Regions from separate parts of the Zea mays genome. Here all the other regions are linked to region 2. The links are chromatin contacts, called in public Hi-C maps. All regions are on one chromosome and are shown on one strand. The core of a region is the stretch at or near the end of the contact, and the rest is flanking DNA. Distances in the headings are between cores, read along the strand shown.

Region 1 (4,231 bases), core at 161-2,660, 220 kb after region 2:
ATGAAAGGTCTATTTATAACATGCGTGTATATATATATAATTGCTAGTGGCTAAAACTAGTTATAGAGGTTTCAAACAATCTAGCTAAAGTCTCGCCTAATTGCTAGCTAGATTTCCAACTAACAATTAGTTTACTAGTTGAATTGGTACAACTAAAACTTGTCAAAAACAATATTGTCCTTTTATCTTTTTATTACAGTTCTTGGTCACCACTCTGCACTCGACGCTCGCTCAAAATGACACTATTTAGCAAAAACATTGTTGCCTCACCGCTGCTGCGGCACGAGGTGTGAAGCTACGTAGTAAATAGAGAAATTCGCAAAACTAGTGATTTAAACCAGATTTTCACTATATATGTACCACCTACATGTTATCACCATGCATCCTTGAAACATGTGCACCATTTTCTGATTCACTCTAGCCTCGCCACGGTTCGACGCATGACTCCTGCTGGGTTGGTCAGCCGTTGCAATCCTTTTTACCGTGCCCCGATTGATCCGTCACCCACATTTCCAGCACCCTAGCTGTCGGTAGTTATGTTCATGTAGCACAACTACCGTATTTTTTTTACGGATTCATGTTAGTTGTGATGTATTTGAAGTGTGGAAATAATTTCTTTTTAAATAAAAAGGATGACAGTAAAAAAGGACTCCAAGACAATACAAAAACTAGTATGTTCAGCTAACCTATTAGCTAGGGGTTTCAAATAGCCTCAGTTAATAGTTAGCTAACCCATTTTAGCTAACAATTTATTAGCTGACTAACTATTAGATCAACTCCAAAAGACTCTATATATTTTTTTAATTGATTTGAATAAAAATTTTAGAAAAAATGTCCTTCAACGGTTTATTTAAATGGTTATTCAAATATAGACATTTTCTTTTCTGGGTTTCTGGATAGCTAAAAATAGAAAAAATGACTCTTTAGAAAAACTGTTTGCCCTAAAGGCATAGAAATTGGTTTTTATACAAATGACAGTAAATTTTGAAAGACTCTTGGTGATGTTGTCTGTCCTGGAGATTGATCGAGAGCCAAAAAGTCCTATATGACAGATGGAGTTACTATCGTGGTTATGCTGGTAAGGTTCTGTGTGGAAAGCAACTCAGTTTTTAAATAACTACTCCCTCCGTTTCTTTTTATTAGTCGCTAGATAGTACAAAATTGTACTATCCAGCGACTAATAAAAAGAAACGGAGGGAGTACTAGTTTTTATTTTTAGTCAGGAGAGACTAGCTTAGTTTGTGAATTCACTTTGTATCGTCTCATCAGTTATCCTTTCTCGATCTCCCTCAGTGACACGCGGGTCCCGCTTACCAGGATAACTCCACCAGGCCGTCCAGGAGGAGAACTCCGCCTCCGTGTTCTCGTCAATGGGCCATATAAGGCCCAGCCCACCGATCCTCCTCTTCTGTCTTCTCCCCTGCGTCAAAGACGACGCAAGCCCTTGCCTCTCCCTACTCCAAACCCTCGCCGACTCAGATCCAGCTTCCTCGCACCGCCGTCGCCATGCCGTTCACTCCAGGCCCCTACTCTGGCGTCAGCACCCTCGCCCTTGTAAGTACCTGTTCTCCCAGATGATTCTGTCCTGGTTGCTTCCGGATCGGATCTGAATCCCTCATCGCGCTTCCTCGTCTTGTCTCTGCAGGTGGCGAGGGCGTCGGCCTTTGGCGTCGGTGTCGTCTACGGGAGCATCAAGCTCTCAATCCTAAAGGTACGTCATCTTGTGAATTGACTGACTCAACCTGGTAGCGGAGGTTTTTTAGATGGTTCGAATTCCGCAACGCTTTAGCATGGTTCAGGAATCGGCTAAGGATTTTATGATGTGAGGATTCGACGGAATGCCGTGAAATTAACCTTTTCCTACGTTGATGCCCTTACTGGAACAGTTTCGAGCCTCACTCGTCTGGATAGTCATAGACTGATGGGTAATTTATGTCGGTATGAGTAGTTGAGTTTAAATTAACAACGAGCTGATGCTTGGCATCGCGGAAATAATTTGTTTAGAATAGTTCATCAACCAATTGAGGCTGTTGTATAGCTGCTTGTTAGTTTATGGCTGCGACAAACTGTTTTGCCCTGATTTGTCTCCTCTGCATGTTTGTGGGCACTACACGTCTACAATGACATTCTTCTTACTTGAAGATGAGTTTATATATTTGCTCCTGAGTTTTCACATCCTGGAAGTTCCCCAAAAACATGTTAGGTATAATACTTTTTTTGTTGGTATTGTATGAAAGCCATTCTTTTCCGATGAGTGCATATTTCCTGCTAGATATGATTTCATATTTTGCCAGCCCTTGAAACAGTAGGCACACTGAATGAATGGGCTTAAATTTATGTTATAAATTCTTTTGTTGTGATTGGTGAAAACTCTGGTAACTGTAAAAAGCAAGTCATACTTATTCTAAATGATAAATGATGATGGTCGGTTTTGTTTTGTTCGTAAGTCTTGATATATGAAACTGTCAGCGTCTTTTTTCCAGATTATTCGTGCAAAAGTAGAAGGAGAATTTTGGTGATGTTAATGGTCTTCTGATAAAAGCTTACTTTGTTTGGTCTATCACTCTTGCACCCCTCTTCTCTAATAGATGGCTGTGTTGGTTCTTCATAGTTTCCAGCATAGTGTAGATCTTTGTACTGGTCCTTTTAAACTGGTTGACATACACATTCACAATTCACTAATTTATTTGTGCTGGTTGCTCCTACCTTTAAATTTAGCACTGTGATCTATACTAGTTACTGATTTTGATTGAATTTGTTATATTCAGACTTTAGTAGATGCTGCTACCATTGACTTTTTCTATGCAAGCTTATGGAACCAGTATACTGAGCTTGTTCTGCTGTTGTTTCAACTTTGGGCCTGGTTACAGTTTAACTTGCATGCCGCTTTGTGTTTGTGAAAGATCATGTTTGCCTCATTCCCTATTTGAACCGTGGTCGTTTTTAGTAAGAAGCCTAGCTGCACTCTTGTAACAAGTGCATCTCAAGTTTATTTGTTGCTTCATTCCCTATTTGCTGCACTGAACCGTCCAATTCAATTTTCTTACGTTGCACTTTCTCTTTCAGGTAACAAAACCTAAAAAGGAGGAAGTGCATGATCATCACTAAGGATGACAGGGCTGCTACATGTTATAAAATTGGCAGTGCACCCCTTCTCCATACGTGCAATTTCGTTTATGATTTGTGGACCTGTCTGTAACATACCTGCTGTTTTTTTTGTGTTGTAATAAATTCTTATACAATGACATGAAATCAGGAAGTGGAAAAAGCAATATTAATAATTGCAAGTCGTTCGACAAATCTTGATTAGTTGGGCCGGTTGCCTGTTAAAAGAGATTTGGTGGGTGTGGTTGTCCAGACCGTCCGAACTAGTGGACAATAAGGGCGCTAGGATACTGTGGAGACCTTAACAGTTGCTGACAATTGGACCCATATGGCAGCCACTCTTAAAGGCCATGCAATATAGACCCTGTTTGTTACCGTTTATGACAATCAATTTATATAATCTCATAAGTTAGGGGTATTAATCAGGGAGTTTGGTAGTCCTGATTACTATTGCAATCCCGACTATAAGACGTATGTTGTTCCTTCAGTTACCTGTGGCTTCCGTAACACTGTCACGTAGAGGGGAGGAGGTCTGACCGTGCAATCCTTGCGCAGAAATTTGAGAAATAATCAAGTCGTTTGGGCCGGTGAGATTTTTTTTAATTAATTTGATCTAGAATCATATTTCTGCAGTGCTGTAGAGAAAGAATGCTAGTTGAGTTGTTTCAAAAAAAAAAAAACTACAAGTACAGGAATGGTGACGACTCTCCTATGTGCAAGTGCAATAGTTACGGAAAATTTAGTTGTGTTGTAGTCGAAAAAATTCAGTGGCGAGTGGGGGCAGTGATTTAGGACACTTGACTATGTGTATTTTTTAATTACTCCTAAACTTAAACAGTAATTCTATACAGCAACAACAGCCCCACATATCATGTGCATAGTTTTTTTAATAGTTTTACTTAAACCTATGCAATAACATTCTACATTAGATGCATACTTATGAACACATTGTAAATTCATGGCACGTGCCTAACCATCCCTACTATTTTTCTCTATCTTCTGTGTCTCTAACATGGATGCATCTACACCTGCACGACGTTTAAAGTTATAAAAATTCGTTTGGTATGCTTTTGATCGAGTTCCCAACATTTAGGGCTAGTTTATAAAATTAAATCTCCTTCGGAAT
Region 2 (4,015 bases), core at 511-3,010:
CATGTTCATTTAAACAGAGAAACTACAAAATGTAACTTGCATGACTTTCCATTTTACTACCTGATCATTTTACTAGATAATCAGAAAAGCTTTTGATAATTAACATATGAACAAAATAACAAAAAATGATTCGGCTGAAACGAAACCTCCCTATCAAGGTTTAACAATTAATAAGGGCTTGTACTTTCAGGCTTTTAACCTTTTTGGTGAAATAATGATATCTAGTAAGCGTGTGTACCTCAGAAAATCCTGGTCCAACAACAGGGTCCGTGTACCAATAGAACATTCCTCCTTGAATATCCAGGCTTAAATTGAGAGAAACAAAAATATATGCACATGGTCTCCAGACCTGAGGGCACTTCAGTGTTCTTCCCATGGATTGTATTGCTTTATAGAACTTCTTGTGAACCTGAATTCAGATGGACCTTAGATGAATTGAACGATTCAAAAACAGAAATGTTGGTTCTGACCTGCATGTAATCAAATTCTGTACCACGGTTCTCCTTCAGCAGAATGCCAGCTAATAACACCAGTGCAGAGGGGATACTCAACAGACCAAGAGCCCCCTGAATAACATGTCAAAATATATTTATCATACAATAGGGCATAGTAGTCAAAAAATAAATATGATTGCAGCAGACATTCGTAGTAAATTAGTTGTCACATTGCATATTCTGGATTGTATGGAAACCAACCAGAAGGCGCTCATCAACCAGAAATGTCATACCTGGGAGCCCATTGAGTGCACAAGCAAGCCACTTAGGGAGAATCCAAGCAGCGCTCCAATAGAGGAGCTAAACCCACACAAGCTTTGCATATCAGCAGCAAGGGGCGGGTGCGTGATGCTGTTCTGAGCAACCAGAGCGTCCACTGTCACGTCGCCTACAGCGGCGCCCGCACTCTGCGCCGTCAGCATCAGCAACGCCGGCATAATCCCCAGCTCGTGGTTTAGGGAAAACATCAGCATAGATGACACGCCAATCACGCCTGCATTATTGTAAGACAAAGAGACATGTCGCGCTGGCTTTAACTAGCTATCTGCTGGAACCAAGAAAGATATGATATTTGACCTGCGAGAACGAAGTATGGGCGGCGGCGGAACCCGGCCACGGGGACGACGTCGGTGAGCAGGCCCCAGATGGGTTTGACGATCCACGGCGCGTCCGTGACGCCTTGGTAGAACTGGGCCACCGAAGGCTGCACGCGCTGCACGTCCTTCCAGTAGTACCCCGCGGCGACTCCGCCGATGGCGTTGCCGACGCCTTGACAGGCGCCGTAGACCGTAGACGGCGGCGACCGCGAGCACGAAGGTCCAGTGCAGCTCGCGGGACAGCCGCCCCAGCCACCCGCAGGGAAACGCGACACAACGCCCCTGTTTGGTTCAGCTTCTGGGGAGATTCTGGCCGCCAGAAGCCGGAAGCTGAACCAAACACAACTTCTGGGAGGCTTCTCCCGCAAGCGCTTCGCCCCGACGCGGCTGTTCCTACGGCCGGCAAGAAGCGGCAAACAAGTCGATTTTCCTCTTCCCAAACCGCTTCTCCCGCTCGGCAAGTCTCTTCTCCCTTTTCTTCCATGTCGTGCTGCCCTTTCCCTCCCCAAATGCCGTCCATGGCGTGCACCGCTCTCCACTCCCTTGGTCGACGCGAGCCCCGTCGCGCCTAGCCGCTCTCCGGCCAGCCCGTCCTCAGCCCCGGCGAGGTGAGCTGCGACCGAGCCACGTTCCGTGCTACCGTGCATGTGCGCGCAGCACAGCCCTGCCGAGCTGCAGCACCGTCGACGAGCCCTGCTCAGCACCACCTGAATTCGCCCCGACGTGTTGTACCCCCACACTCCCGCACGCACCGCAGCAGCTACCGGTTACGACGAGCGTCGCATCGACGAGCTCGACCTCCCACAGCACGAGGTGGTGCGGCGCCTCCGCGTGTTGCGCGAGCCCGTCACGCTGTTCGGGGAGGACGACGACGCCCGCCTCGCGCGCTTGAAGCTCGTGCTCAAGTCCGGCGCTTCAAGCTCGTGTTGATGGTGGAGACGGGGGTGCTGCCGGAGGCAGTGCAGATGACGGAGATGCCAAGGGGAGCGGCGATGATGCTGACAGACAAGGACTCCAAGAGGATGACGACCAAGTTTGAGGAGCTTTGCAACGAAGACAAGATCTTGGTGTTCTTTAAGAAGCTGCTTAATGAGTGGAACCAGGAATTGGATGAGATGACTGAGCTAGAGAAGCGGACAGTAAAGGAGAAGTCCATGGTTGCAACATTCAAGCAGTGTGCACGATATCTCAGCCGGCTGTTTGAGTTCTGCAGAAAGAAGGTATTGATTCTTATGCAATTTCCATCAGTTGGTTGCTTAAATTGTGCTATTAATATGTTAATGTAACCCTGGTTATGTTGTAATGAACTCTACTAATTAGCATTTAATGACCTTTTGTTGGTTCGGTGTTTATGTGTATTGTTTGTTCAAACAGAATCTGCAATCTGAGAATCTCTGTATCCAAATACTTAGATTCTAAACAACAGCTTTTCTCCACAGTAGGCGAACCAAACACCTAAATTCTAACCACCAGCTTTTCCTCAGAGCCAGCTTTTCCCTACAGTCAGCTTTTCAGAAAAGCTATTCAGAAAAAAGCCGAACCAAACAGGCCCAACATTTGCCACGGTCACCGCGGCCTGTTTCTTGGAGTTGGAGGGGGGCGTCTTCCCGGTGCTCCATTTGAGCACCTTGTCAGGAGTGATTCCTTCTCAGGTTTACTTGCGGATCTAGAGAGAAACCACTGGATGACTGGAATCTGCGAGCCTGCGAGGCCGCAACCGTTTGGTGAGATACGAAAAATGAGAAAATTCTGTCATCCAAAATTATATCAATCTTTTTAATGCCATTAGATTTTATAGATTATCTTTAATATCATTAAATTTAAATTTTAATCTTTTAAATATCATCACTGTTAGTTTAAAGTTAACGCCGTTAATTCCATTTAAAGCAAAATCCTCCAATGCATCAATATTTATACCGATCCCTTCAATATTACTAGAAATTGGTCCGATCTATTCGAGTTTTAAAAATTCCAGAATAAGAAAATATAGACCAAAATTCAGCCCATACTTTTTAAAACCCCAGAATTACTCTGATATATTAGTTCAATTTATTTGCTTCCTAATAATTTTGGAAAAAAAATTATGAAATCCCGAATAGATCGAATCGGTAATAACCACAATTTTCTAGGTTCTAAAAATATAGACTGAAATTTTTAAAAATATTTAAAATCTCTATTCATATCAATTACGAAGAATATGAAGAGTCTCTTGAAGTTGCACTCCTCCAAACAAAATTTTATATGTCACACGTATATGTTGTTCATTATACAAATATCTAAATAACTCTCAAAATTTATTTGTTTGTTTAGTACACTTCCAAACAAGATGCTTTGCTGGCTCCTTTTCACGCATAAGATCAAGTTTAATAATACAATCGTATAGTAGTTAGAGCATGTAAACCCATAACACTTGGATCAGTTTTTCAAATATACTAGCGAGAAAATTCCTTCAAGGCCATATTTTCAGCGAGAAAATCCCTTCACTTCTATTTTTTCTTGAATTTTTAACCCAAATAGATCGAACCAATTTCTAGTGGCATTGAAGAGATCAATATAGATTTTGATAGCATTGGAGGGATTTGTTTTAAATGAAACTAACTGTGATGGTATTAAAGGGATTAAAATTTAAATTCGATGATATTGAAGGGAGCTATAAATTCTGATGACATTAAAGAGATTGGTATAAGTTTAGATGGCATTGAAAAGATTTTATGACAAAAAATGGTATGGGTAGCCGACCACAGGCACAAATTCCGCAAAAGGCAAGTGCTATCTCCACTCTACGCAAATCCGAGCTCAGAGTTGACTTGTTCACTGTCAACGTCAATCTGCTTAAGTATCGCTTTAGTGAAAACTGTCTTAGTCAATAGAACACAGACGTGGCCAAGTCATAGCAATAATAGAAATTCGCCAATTTCTAGATCT
Region 3 (4,526 bases), core at 2,016-4,515, 200 kb before region 2:
TCCAGCCCTTCTAGACCTTTCCGCGGAGAGACAGGCTAGCAACTATTTTAATTTTTTTTAGTCAGAGAATGAAAATTTTAACCAAATCTAAAATAATAATATTTATAATAAACAATAAGTAATCTTAGATTTTTTTATCAACTAAAATCATATCCATGTATCGCAACCGAAAAAAATACTATAAGCTCAGAAATACTGTTCCTGCCATGTGATTGATCACAAACCAATAATGCACTGTGCACACAAGACTTTTTCCCGAGTATTGCTCACGAAGATGTGATGTACAACAATATCAATAACTACAATATTAAAAGTTTACTCAACAGATGCCAATTATAATCTGTCCAGAATGATTTTTTTTTATCTTAAAGAGGAGCATTCACAGATTGTTTTTTTTGTGCCAATATTGTGTATAGTCATCTGAATACTGTAAAATACAGAATTCTGAATTGGTATAGGAGGTACAACATACGGAAACAGAAATTTCAAACTTGACTACATAGTCCAAAGAACATGACAAATAAATCATTCTAGAGCCTGGCAACTTTCTTTGTTCCTTCATCTTAGTGAGAACACATGTATCAATCTGGCTAGGCTAGGTGAGTGCTGCTGGCCACCCATCTCCACCCAGGCATCACCGTTCGGTGCCTTGGCAAACATGCTGCATCATCTTCATCTCCTTTTGGATCTGCGGCTCATCAAAAGTATTACCGATAAAAGTATTTCTGATAAGATACTTCAGCTCACAGTGACATCGATCAGTAGGTCACCATTCTGATTCCTCGCAACAATGGAGGGCATTGTCCTCGTGCCTTCTGCATTTTCAACCACACGTGGTGTCTGCATAAGCAAAATCATCCGTCACCTCTAGGGCATCAAGCTTCTACCCTTTGAAAATAACCACAGAATTAGCATTGATGGCGAGTGCAAAATTTTAGTCGAAAACGTGCTCTGCAAAGCATACGAGAAGAGACAGCTCTATCAGGAAACCACTTCATTGGTTCTATCTCAAAGAGATCAGAACCAGCACTGACATCCTCAAGTGTTGGAGCCTTGAACATTTTTTTTTTGTGATAAGGAAGACTTTATTAATTGCAAAACGTAGATCAAGTTGATACCAACAATTGAAATCTCTTCTAGCCTCAACTCATTAAAGAGCAGACAGCCTAAACAAAAGTAGCACACAAACTCTAGTGACAACCAATCCGATGACTAAATCGCCACCTAAAAAGTCATTGGCCTTGGCCACGTGCACTAAGAAACGCGTAGTCTACACAACTGTAGCTTGTTGATCCGCCTTCTGAAGCACCGCCCATGTACGAAGCAGTGGGAAGTGGCATACATAACCTGCAATGGAGAAAAGGTCGTTTTTCTTAAAAAAACAAAATCATTTCTAGTTAGCCAAAGAGCCCAACAATGCTTGTCGCTTCTAACAAAACAATGTTTATAATATTATGATTAAACCTCTCTAGCCAGCTACCAAACATATTAGAGACACTGGAAGGTGCATGTATTCCGAAGGCTAAATAAATTATACCCCATACTATATGAGCGAAACGACATTCGAAAAACAGATGCTTAATTATCTCTAGTTTATGACAGAAGCAACAAGATATGTCTCCATGTCAATTGTGCTTGGCCATGTTGTCCTTAGTTAGGATTACTCCTCTCCTAATATACCACAAGAAGACTTTAATATTAAGCGGAGCTTATAATTTCCATAATCTTTAAACATAAAACCTAGCCAAGCGTGGATATTTCACAAAATGGGTCACTCTAGGATGGCGGACCTTTTAATTCCCATAATCTTTGGAATAAGACAAGTTGTTGTCGAGTCCTCGGCGATGCGAAAGATGATCTTCCGCGTGGACGCACTGCAGCCCGTGCCCCGTGAACATTGAGCCGGAGATGATGCGACCTTGAAGCGACGCAAACGTGCGCATCTCCACCGACCCACGTGTAGTCCCTAGAGCGTGCCACCGTGACCGACGGTCGCCGCCCGCCATCGCCTACGGCTAAGTCAGACATGCCACTAAGGGAAGGGAGAGGGCATTTCAGTCAAAAGGGTATAGAACCCGCTTATCAAGTGACTTAAGGTATGTTTGGTTAAGGAGCCGAGGGAAAGAACGGTTCTATTCTTATTTTTTTGATGTTTGGTTTTCAACAGAGTATAGTAGAACGGTTCCTAGAGTCTATATATGGCAAATATTTGGGATGATCTCGCTTCAACAAAATGACCGGACGCGAACGCTCTCGCGGACGCGAGCGCTCTTCTCACTCTTTTCCACTCCACACTCATATGACTCTCCAACCAAACAATGAACGGAGCGGCTCCAATGTCCAATCTATTCTACTCTTCAACCAAACAAAAAATAGAGCGGCTTTGTTTTTCTTGCCAAACGCATAATAGAATGGCTCTATTCTCAAATACTGGAATGGAGCTATTCTATTCTATTTGACTCTCCAACCAAACGCACCCCTTAATCACCATGTTGGGTATTTTGACGAAGGCAAGTCACCCGATAGCATCATCTTAGTATGACCTATTTTTTCAAATTTCTCTCGACCGAGATGGCCCATATGTGAAGTCGCCGACACCACGCCAATGGAGGAAGGGGTTCTGGTGAAGTCAGTTGCCCTTTGAGGAGGAGGGAAGGTTACGGACGGCGAGGTCCTCCGACTTCCGATGGAGGAAGGGGTGCTGATGAAGTCAATTGCCCTTGAGTTGCGGACACCGAGGTCCTCCGACTCTCTTCGACTTCAACTCCTTCGGTTCTCACGTTAGCAAAGTGTGGGAGGGGAAGGAGAAGGCACCATTTAACTCCATCAGATGTGCGCTGGAGCTGGAAAAGTGGAGGTCGTGGAGAGTGAGATCGCAGGAGTGAAGCTGATTAGCTCAACATCCGTTTATGTTGCGACCGATGTGGAGGCGAAGGTTGCCGAAAAAGAGGATGACCCCTGTTGTGTGATATCTGGGCCACACCAAATATTGAGGCCCCAAACATTGAGCACAGGATGATGGCGCTGGAATATGGGTCACACAAGCATCGAGCCCAGGACGCCAGCGCTGTTGTGGTGTAGTATTTACGACTGTGATGTAGTACCATACTAGCAAGTGAAACATGCATGCAGAGAGTGGCTTATAAGCATTCGTGCGGCCATACGAATGTGAACTCATTTGTGGCATGGGTCCACTGGGCAGAGGCTTGGGCTGGTCGCTGCGTCCCACATGCCCTATTTTTTGTTAAATGCTCTTGGGTCCACTGGACAGGGTGGCAGGCCAGAGTGAGGTGACGAGACAGCGACACACGAAGATAGACACTGACATGGGGTCCTACCTGTCAGCTTCCGTATGGCCGAGGTGGGCAGAACCAGGAGAGACACCACAGGAGGCAAAAGGGAGGGTCGGCCTGCAATTGGTCCTATTTTGTTTGTGCCGTTGATACAAAAAATCATGAAAAGGATTATTAGCTTCCATCAGCAAAGTCACGAGGAGCATCAGGACTCAGACAAGACAAGTCCGTATGGCCGGGGTGGGCAGAACCAGGGAGAGACACCATAGTAGGCGAAACGGGGGTCAGCTTGCAATAGGTCCTATTTTGTTTGTGTCATTGATACAAAAAATCGTGAAAAGGATTATTAGCTTCCATCAGCAAAGTCACGAGGAGCATCAGGACTCAGACAAGGCAATCCATAACATCATAGCAAGCACAGAGAATCATTTGTTTGGAAGGAGAGTATGCCTTGAACAATGTGTGATTTCTTTCGAAGGTCATTATCATTTCATTGGATGATCAGAACATGATGGTTTTTGGTCAATGAGAATTCTGATGTTTGCGTCCGTATGGCCGGTGTGGGCAGAACCAGGGAGAGACACCACAGGAGGCGAAAGGAAGGTTGGCCTGCAATTGTCCTATTTTGGTCAAGTCTAACTGGTGCCATTGATAAAAAAAAATCATGAAAAGGATTATTAGCTTCCATCAACAAAGTCACGAGGAGCATCAGGACTCAGGCAAGACAATCCATAACATCAAAGCATGGACAGAGAATTATTTGTTTGGAAGGAGAGTATGCCTTGATCAATGTGTGATTTCTTTCGAAGGTCATGATCATTTCATTGGATGATCAGAACATGATGGTTTTTGGTCAATGAGAATTCTGATGTTATCCATTTGGACATATTATTACCTTGAAAATTACAGCGAAGAAGATTGATCGCAATAGATTCTACTTTTTGTATCAAACGTTGTTAATACTATTATTACCTATCGGTTATGTTTACCTTCCATGTTTGTTTTGGTCTTCAGATTGAATGTAAGGGAGTAATTTTACCACATATCATTTAGTATCCTATAGTAATGTGAACCTTGTCAGATTATTATCAATTACGAAAAAAAAATTCAGGTAACAAACTCAAGACATACAGCTGTTGATGTGACTTTGCTTTTTTACATGGGATGTAAGTTTCAGTAATGTTTTTAACAAATATTACGTAACTACTATCATTTTCTAGATGTTTGTAAGTT

Evidence for each region. Hi-C and Micro-C count contacts between places; a contact is called where the count stands out from the background.
Region 1: a Hi-C map of tassel shows a contact between it and region 2, with 4 times the contacts expected there. The contact joins the promoter of LOC111365147 here to the promoter of LOC103646263 in region 2. A contact is called at or near these places in 11 of 25 Hi-C or Micro-C datasets (bundle sheath, ear, leaf and 3 more).
Region 3: a Hi-C map of tassel shows a contact between it and region 2, with 3 times the contacts expected there. The contact joins the enhancer-like site here to the promoter of LOC103646263 in region 2. A contact is called at or near these places in 5 of 25 Hi-C or Micro-C datasets (ear, endosperm, leaf and 1 more).

What each region holds. Positions count from the first base shown.
Region 1 is chr2:34,048,794-34,053,024 of Zm-B73-REFERENCE-NAM-5.0, forward strand. LOC111365147 reads left to right here and starts at 1,411. Exons shown (of 3, transcript NM_001357858.1): 1 at 1,411-1,554; 2 at 1,646-1,711; 3 at 3,067-3,309. The coding sequence starts at 1,507. The coding sequence ends at 3,108.
Region 2 is chr2:33,833,051-33,837,065 of Zm-B73-REFERENCE-NAM-5.0, forward strand. It overlaps LOC103646263 (probable folate-biopterin transporter 2), which reads right to left and starts at 1,761. Exons shown (of 6, transcript XR_562104.4): 1 at 1,071-1,761; 2 at 728-987; 3 at 471-566; 4 at 239-409.
Region 3 is chr2:33,629,601-33,634,126 of Zm-B73-REFERENCE-NAM-5.0, forward strand. No RefSeq gene overlaps it. Among protein-coding and RNA genes, the nearest start is that of LOC103648539, 5.6 kb to the left of the region's middle. Within about 2 kb of position 3,266, at least 16 of the 20 cell types and tissues checked have an H3K27ac peak or open chromatin away from gene starts, as enhancers often do. A contact at or near this core is called in ear, leaf and tassel, where this site is marked.